2 separate regions of the Mus musculus genome follow, and region 2 is linked to region 1. The links are chromatin contacts, called in public promoter capture Hi-C maps. All regions are on one chromosome and are shown on one strand. The core of a region is the stretch at or near the end of the contact, and the rest is flanking DNA. Distances in the headings are between cores, read along the strand shown. Region 1 overlaps Sdcbp (syndecan binding protein). Region 2 overlaps Tox (thymocyte selection-associated high mobility group box).

Region 1 (4,336 bases), core at 1,017-3,516:
CTGATTTTGAAACCTGAATGAATTTAGAACCTGATGCCTAGAATTTAAGCAGAACCGTTACCATTCTAAACACTCCAGTTAAATAAACAGGCAGGGGCTTTAAGTAGGCGTTTCTTCGTTGATGGAGGATGTAGGTGTAGTAAGGTAGCAAGTGGCCCAGTGCATGAAAGGATGCCAGTGTCATCATTGTTAGGAGGATGCGGTTCTGAGCACATTGACATGCTATTTCACGTCTAGCGTGGCCGTTAGCCAAACCAGATTGTAGCAGTAAGGAAATGGAGAAATAAGAATTCTGAGAGTATAAAAATAGTGTTATCCCTTTAGAAACAGTTTGATCATTTACAAAAACGTTAAATGTATTGATTTAGAAGTCATGTTCTTAGTTACATATCAAAAGTATAAAAGGCATATCTTTATGCAAAAATTCCTGAAGCATATATATTAATTATCAAGAACATTATTCATTATGGCCCTAAGGTCCAGATGAGAATGACTAAACATAAAGTGGTATAGAAACAATCTAAAATATTCACTTTAAAAGGATAAAATGCTGATAGATGAATGCCGCAGCATCGATGACCTTTAGCATACCATATGGTAGGAAGGAAGCCGACAAAAGGCCATGCATTCCATTAATCTCAGTTAAATTGTCCACAGATGTAAATCCAGAGGCAAGCGGCCTACATGCCTGAAGCTGGAGTGTGGATGGCATGGGGAAGGGGAGAGGAGTCATTTGAGTGCATAATAATATTCCAGTATTAGAAGTGGAATGATTGAATAGCTCATGTTGATATGAAAAATAAATTCTTAAAAAGGATTTGAGTTTTTCTGTATGTCAATTGTTGCCCACCCAAGACATAGAACTCTAATGATTTTTAATAAAATGTAATGGACAGTATTAGTACCTATAGCATGATTAAATACATGGTGATTGGTTAGTAAACAGGAATCCATTTATTTTACTTTTGTTGTTTGAGACAGGTTCTTTCTGTGTAGTCCTGAAACTTGCTGTGTAGATCTGGCTGGCTTGGAACCCATGATCTGCTTTCTTCTGCTTCTCCACATCCAGCTTTTTATTTTTGAGATTATAAAGTAATTACAACATTTCTCCCTTTCCTTTCTTCCCTCTAAGCCCTCCAATGTACCCTCCCTGCCGTCTTTCAAATTCAGGACATCCTTTTTCATCTTATCATGTGCATGTATGTGTGTGTCTTTATATTTATATTCCTAAATGTAACCCGCACAGTCTGTAATATACTTTGCAGGGCTGACCATTTGAAGTTGAATAACCAGTTAGTATGTTCTTCCCTGGGGAAGAGCCCCCACTCCCCAGCATTTTTAGTCGTCTGTATTTCTTTGTGTAGGGTTGAGGCCTTGTGGTCTTTGCCTGTCTGCATTGGCATGTATGTTATTGTCCATATTCAGCTCATGGATAGGCAGCTGTGTTGGTGAGACTTTTATGGACGTATTTTCAACATTACTAGGATACATAGTCTTACAGCAGCTCCCTGATTTCTGATGCCTACAAGCTTTTCCACCCCTCTTCTGAAGTGTTTCTGAGCCTTGGGTACAGGAGTGTTTTGTAGACAGATCCACTGGGACTGGGCCTCACAACTGCATTTTGATTGGTTTTGTGGTTTTCTGTATTGGTTTCTATCTGTTGCAAAGAGAAGTTTTTTGGGTTTTTTTGTTTTTTTTTTTGTTTGTTTTGTTTTTGTTTTTTGTTTTTCGAAGTTTTCTTGCTGAGGGGTGAAACTACACTTTGTGATACAGATACTTAGAATGTAGTTAAGAATTATGCTAGTTTAGTAAAGTGTGGTTGTGTTCTTCCAGTATCCGCAACCTCACTAGCACTGAGTAGTTAGCTAACTTAGGAAATGTATGGTGTCTTCACCATTCATCTCTGGGGCAGTAGCCATAGGGTGTATGTTTTGGGGGTCTCTTAAGACAGCCCTGGCCAATAACTCATGTCTTTCGTTGGGGTGCTGTTGTAGTAAGTAACCATCACTGGGACTGAGAACGTGCACAGAGGGACAGACTGCCTGCTGATGGCTTCGTTCTGGGTCTTGTGAGACGCTTCTTAGGAGACATGGTGGAACGAACTTACAGTGACTTTTCACTTTAGCATGTCACAGTTTAGAATTTACTACCAATCCATAGGAAAGGGTTTCTGGGTGAACTGTTCCTTCGGAGTAGCCTGATGGCTTTCTCCTGCTTTTCTGCTCATTATAGCATGGCTAAGCTTGTTGAATCATCTCCCCGTGGTGGGAACTGCTAGAGAAGCAGGTTCTGTAGGAGCCTGGTTGGAGAGTGTGCTGGCTCCAGCATGGCTGAGAGGCTGGCTGCCCTGGCCAAGAGCTCAGCAGCCTCCTCCTCTAAGCAGTGCAGGCAGGCTTTAAAAGGTTCAGCTCTGGGTTTGGAGAGCAGGAAATAAAGAATAGATTTGGAAGTGGGAGGTGATGGAGCAGGCTCAGTGATTTGCCAAACCTATTAGTAATTAGTAATTGTTTTATTTGGCTAAGTGGAAGTCTCAGGCATTTACCTCAGAATAGCTAAACAAAACTTAAAACATGTGTCTGTGTAATATTTCAGATAATTTTATTTTAAATTGCTACGAAAAGCAATTTATGGTAGCTTAACAAACATTGAACTATATATAGAAATGCTAACAATGAAAGGCAATAGTTTCCTTTTTTACATCCCTTCCCTCTAGCTAAAACCATTGCTAAAAATATAGATGGCATATGTTAAGTTTTTCCATATACTATGAGTATCTTCCTAGTGCAGTTTGCCTGCATACTATTTTCTGTTGGCACTGTTGGTAGAAGGTAATATGTCTGTCCACGCCCAAGAGTGTTTTGTGAAAGGCTCTTTCCTGACCCTGGTTTAGCTGAGGAGTACTGTGTCAGCTGAGGGTAAGCCACGTGCTTTTCTTCTTTGATTTTCACAACTTGTGAAATGAAGGGAGCTTTTCTTGATGTTTAAAATCCAAGATGAATGTAGTTGGGTAGCTGTGGGAACAGAGAGACAGTTTGGTAACAGCTGTTAAATGTCTACTAACTATGATATGCCTTAAATAGTCCCATTATTTTTGTTGTAGTTGTTTTATTTTTATTTTGTTTTTTAAGCTTTTTTATTGTATTAAACATTTGTTAAATGTTTATATCCATATTGTTGGCTGTACATACTGTGTGATACTTTTTTTTTCATTTTTTAGAAAATATCTGCAGAAATGTCTCTTTATCCATCTCTTGAAGATTTGAAGGTAGACAAAGTAATTCAGGTATGTTTGCTTTTCGTTTAAAAAATGTTTCATAATGTTTTCTTTGAAATCAAACAGGAGATATTCATTAGTTGGTATATTCCTAAGTCTGTTTAAGTCTCTTGTAGACTAAAACATTGATTAGAAATTCGTTTTTATTTCTCTGTATCTATTAGCCCTGGGGTAAAATTTCTTTCTTAGATAAACAGAAGTTAAGTTGTATATGTGTGTGTATGTTTGTATACATGCATCTTGAAAGTAAACTTGGAAGTCGGGGCATTAGATCTGTTGGTAGTGTAGTTGGAGTTAGACGGTTGTGAGCTGCTAGGCTCCAGGGCTGGGAACTGAACTTGGGCCTGCCCAAGAGCACTCCTCCCCCCCCTCCCTCCCTTTGTTTCTTTCTCTCTCTCTCTCTTTCTCTCTCTCTCTCTCTCTCTCTCTCTCTCTCTCTCTCCTCCCTCCCTCCCTCCCTCCCTCCCTTACTCTCTTCCTCCCTCCCTTCCTTCCCATTGGTGTTGTATGTATGTATGAATGTCTGTGTGAGAGTGTCAAATCTGCTGGAACTCATTATGGATGGTTGTGAGCTGCCTTGTGGGTGCTAGGAATTGAACATGGGTCCTCTGGAAGAGCATTCAGTACTCCTAACTATTAAGTCATCTCTCCAGACCTAGATAGTATTTCCTTAAATTTGTTTTACAATTTTCAAAGATAGCTTAATTTTCTTAGTACAGTTTAAATTACAGAAGACACATGTAAGTTGTTGGAATATATAATATGCATGCCAGCCCTTTAGATAGTGGTAGTTTTGTTGGAGCATTTTTGTTTGTTTGTTTGGTTGGTTTTTGAGGTCTTTAGGAGGTGTGATGAGTCTAGAATAAATGTGCCTCCTCCCTGAGGATAAAGTGTACAGAAGCAATGAGGTAAGTGCTGCTATTAGAGCAGGAGGGAGAGCTCAAGGGTAGACTGGAAAGTATGTCAGCTGACCTAAGAGAAGCAGAGTCCCCTCACAGGTCCTATGATGTTCCAGCAGAGAGCTGGCTGCTGGGAGATGGAATGGGCAGGGGCAGGAAGTGG
Region 2 (4,336 bases), core at 695-3,194, 540 kb after region 1:
GTTCTGGGAGGAGGGGTCTTAAGGTTGTTCTCTACCTAATTAGGCCATCTCAGCAGAGATTTCTTGTCATCTGTGAACACCTTTTTCCCTCTCAGAAGAAAAATGTTGAGCAATGTAGAGAAATAAACAAAAAGAAAATGTACAAAATTTGAATGCAGTCAAGATTTTAACTCCTGCAGGAACCACATGCCACAAATGCCCCTGTCTGGCTGCCAGAGGCTGACTTCTTACAGATGATTCCTTAAGGCCCATGACTTCTTCAAGCTCTCCCATCCAATTACTTATCCCTTACAGCCGAAGAGATGCTATCTCCTTCCAGTTTAAAGACAGAATGGCTGCCAACAGGCCAAAGAGATCATTAATAAGTTAACTGCTACTAGACAAGATTGAAATCTAGGCCAGTCCTATTTTAAAGTAATCTCTATTATAATTACTAATGCCAGCTGCTGCCAAAATGCATACCAACTCAAGAGCAAGGTGAGGAGGCTATGGGTGTACTCTCATCTAACTGTAGTTCATGGTTGATGCCTGAACCCTTTCCCATGCCTGTTCTTCCTCTAAACTCTCATCCTTAACCCAGAGCAACACAGAATGTTGAATTGCATTACAAATGAAACTGTACTTTTTACAGTACCCCACCCTTTAAGAACAAAAATTCCCAGGTTCAGCCTGAAGCATCTTCTAAGAACACAAGCTTGATGTTTGGCATGGGACCAGTGGGACCAGGGGGTTAGGGCCATTGAACCTGTACATTTAGCCATGCCTTCACTAAATGAAGGAATATTATGGAATGTTCTCTGCCTGTAGCTTTCATGCATACTCCCTCTTGCTCTGTCTGCCGTAGAAACAGACAGGTTAGTGCTATCCATAAAAATAAGAACCATACACTCCATCTAATAAAACAACAGATTTCCATTGTTAAGCAGCATAAACATGTGTACAACTGGAACCAATCACTTAACAAGAATTATGGTGACTTCAGTAAAATTGTAATTCCTGGGTTATGTCCATTCCTATTTTGTTTATTTGCCTAAGCAAATAAACAGGAGCTATGCACTCCATGAGTGATATACGATGCCCTCGGAGACTACAGTCACTTGCTTTCTTTGACTTTTATTCATTTACTCAATAAAATGTTTAGTGAAAACCATGGCCTGTGGATATTGTGGGGTCCTGTTGTTGGAGAATATAAACTGTGATATAGCCTGAAATATTTCTTTTGTGATCAGCTATGATGGCAGTGTGACTAGGACTCATAAGAACAATGGGATGGAACAGGTCGGCTGTTCAAACTGGAGACCGAGAACAGCCGACATGTGGAAACACCATGTGCAGCCCATTCAGCCATTGAGCACAGTTCCTGCTGCTTGCTAGAATTCTCTCAGGCATTTTCACAACACCCTTAGGCTCTACTGTAGTTTGGGTCTTAGGTGTCTCCCAAAGACCCACACTAAACACTCAGTCCCAGCTTACCACAGTAGGAGAATGGTATTAAACACTTGGTCCCAGCATTGAGAGGGGACTTTAAAAAGTAAGGCACAGTAGGAATTCTAAGGACTAATGAACTCAGAAGTTGATGGGATCCCAGCCCCTTTCTCTTACTCTTTTGTTACCTGCACAGGAAGGCATTAGTTTTGTTCTACTGTACATTCAACTGTGATGTTCTGTCTTGATCAGGGTTTAAAGGGATGGGTCCAAGAGATTATAGACTGAGAGCCCAGAGAATCTTCGCTCTGCCAGTTGGCTTTCACATGGCTTTGTTGTAATAATGAAAGCCTGGCTAGTACAGGGGGCTCCCATTTCATACATTTCAGAGAGGAACAATTAGCCCAGGGAGGTAAAAACTCAGTTATGTAACTTGCCTTGGCCACAGCGGGCTAGAGTACAAGTTCTTCTGTTTGCAACATTGGCTTTATATTTAGCCATATCGATCATAATCAGAATGTTCTGGAAGCTGGAGAAACAGAATACAGGTCAGAGTTGGGTGGAGTGAGTACTTAGAACAGTTCCTATGAGGAGGTGCTCTTTGAGTTAAATTTTATGTGTAAGTAAGTCATTTAGTGAAATGGTTTCAGTGTAGCATGTTCCAAAGAGTGGGGCATCCCAAGGTATGGAGTTCACTCTCTTGGAAGGCATGGGCTGCCAATGATAGATAGCCTGTTGCTTATACTGTGAGTAGCAGAGAGAAGCCCAGAGAGCTAGAAGTCTAATCAGGGCACTAACTGCAACTTGTACAGTGAGGTTAGGGCCATTGGACCTGTACTGTGTCTCATCCTCAGTTTTACAGAAAAGAGTTTCAAATTTTACTCATTTCAGAACACTGTTCCTCTTCCTGGAGACTATAATGTTTTTACGCTGTACAAACACTAAGTATCAAACCTCTACCCAGCAGTCTGTCTCTGAACAAATCATGAGGTTCTTTCCTGTCTAAGAAAGTTTTGTCAGTGAAAACATTGTAGTGGCCAATAAAATTAAAGCACTTTTGTAAATGGCAGATGCCAGTATTTATAGCATAAAACTACCTTATACATCGCTAGTGTTAATAGTAGTATAATTTGGAATTTCTTCTTCGGTCTGTTGTATGTATGTGCCCTTAAGTGTTCACCACTGAAGGTACTGGTCATGCTGCTAAGATTCACGTTGAGTCACTTGCTTCATCAGCTTTAGCAGACACAGAAGACAGACCCAAACGCCGGTCTCCTATGTGAAAGTTTAAACAGCAATCTGTTTGTAAGTACTGACTGCTGGCCAATGGGAAGAGGTGCAGGGTTGGTTCTCAACTCAAGGGCAGCTGGCTCTGATCAGAACATGCTGCAAAATCACACAGAACCACGGAGACATCACAGTGACTGAAAATAAAGGTAAAGATAAAACTTTAAAAACATGATTTTTTAAAATGCGAAATAAAAAGAAAAAATTATGTTTTTTGGTTTTTTTGTTGTTGTTGTTGTTGTTGTTGTTTTTAATCTGGGCTATCCTACTATCCTTTACAAATACAGAGATCCTTTGGTATGGAGAGATGAATCATTCATGGAAGGCTAGGCTCACAACTTAAAAGATAAGATGATGACAGAACCTTGTTGCCCTTCCCAAACCTTCACACAATGTCACCTGAAAAGGAGGCCTAAAAGCAACCATCATTTGTGATGAGCTGAGAGAATCCTTGAGTTCAATCCCCCACAAACAAAAGAGGTGATTTCTATAGCATGTGAGAGCTCATTATATGATTAGGTTGCTTGACAAAAAGTGCCCATAGTTGACCACTCAGGCTCTGTGGCTACATATGATAAAGTGCTCTCCTGGTGAGCTTGAGGCCTTATGTTCAATCCTTAGCTCACTTTAAAAAAAAAAAAGAATCATGACAATGAAATATGAATTGTGTGTATATACATCTGCCTTAAGCATATCCATAGTTATAATTGTAAATTCAGGAAGTTTGTTTTCATTAAAGTCCTTAAACTCTTAAAGCTTCAGTGACTGAGGATATTACGCAGGGGCAGGGAGGCACTGGGTTTGACCTTCAGCACTAAAATAGTTAAATATTACTCTGCCATCACACATCACATTGAGCATATAATTTTTCTGAAATTTTTCATTATCTTTGGGGGTTTGTGGCTGTCTGTACGCAAGGTATGTGTTTCTAAAAGTTCATGTGAGTGGAAGAAATGTCAGTAAAACTAATAAGGCAGTTAGCCAATAAAGAAAGTTTGATTTTTCTCTTCTTTAACAATTAGAAATGTGTTTCCACTGACTCCCCCAAGTTATTTTCTGACCTCTACATACAAGCACACACACAAACATACTGAAATACAATGAAAATTAAAACAAAAATATATTTAACAAATTTGTTCTTTGCTTCGGCGATCTCCTCTCCTACGTAAGCCAAGTTATCAGTGTTTTCTTCACAATAAGAGGATCATTTCAAAACAACAGTAGCCATTTAGGACAGATTATGGGACTTAATTTTGCACACATTGATAAGACAGAAGCCATAGTGCCATCGAAAGTTAAGATTATCTTGGTACAGTGACATTGTATTAGAGGAGGAGGCTTGGTTTGGGGACCATTGGCCTTGGCCTGCTAGAAAATGAACAGTTCCTCCAAAGGACACAGTGCTTTCTTCTCTTCCAAGCTCTCGGCCTTGCAGGACCCTGGAGACAGGATGCTTGGTGCTTGCTCTGCAATCCCTTTAACGCTCCCACGCCACCAGCCTCTCCTTTCATGAGTTTTGACTTGCTCTTTTTATTTTTATGCATTTCTCCTCTGTTGGTTCCACTGGAAAGCTAAAACTGAGGTGCCTGGTAAAATTTCATCCATAAAAGACAGCACTCGGCTC

What was found. Capture Hi-C pulls out chosen DNA fragments and counts their contacts.
Region 2: a promoter capture Hi-C map of liver shows a contact between it and region 1. The contact joins two enhancer-like sites. A contact is called at or near these places in 1 of 115 datasets of contacts at active chromatin or transcription factors (astrocytes) and 1 of 9 other capture datasets (liver).

The regions. Positions count from the first base shown.
Region 1 is chr4:6,373,860-6,378,195 of GRCm38.p6, forward strand. Sdcbp (syndecan binding protein) reads left to right here. Exons shown (of 9, transcript NM_001098227.1): 2 at 3,218-3,283. The coding sequence starts at 3,233. Among named protein-coding and RNA genes, the nearest start is that of Sdcbp, 10 kb to the left of the region's middle. Within about 2 kb of position 2,267, at least 54 of the 459 cell types and tissues checked have an H3K27ac peak or open chromatin away from gene starts, as enhancers often do. A contact at or near this core is called in liver, where this site is marked.
Region 2 is chr4:6,917,282-6,921,617 of GRCm38.p6, forward strand. All of the region lies in intron 1 of Tox (thymocyte selection-associated high mobility group box), which reads right to left. Among named protein-coding and RNA genes, the nearest start is that of Tox, 71 kb to the right of the region's middle. Within about 2 kb of position 1,945, at least 5 of the 459 cell types and tissues checked have an H3K27ac peak or open chromatin away from gene starts, as enhancers often do. A contact at or near this core is called in liver, where this site is marked.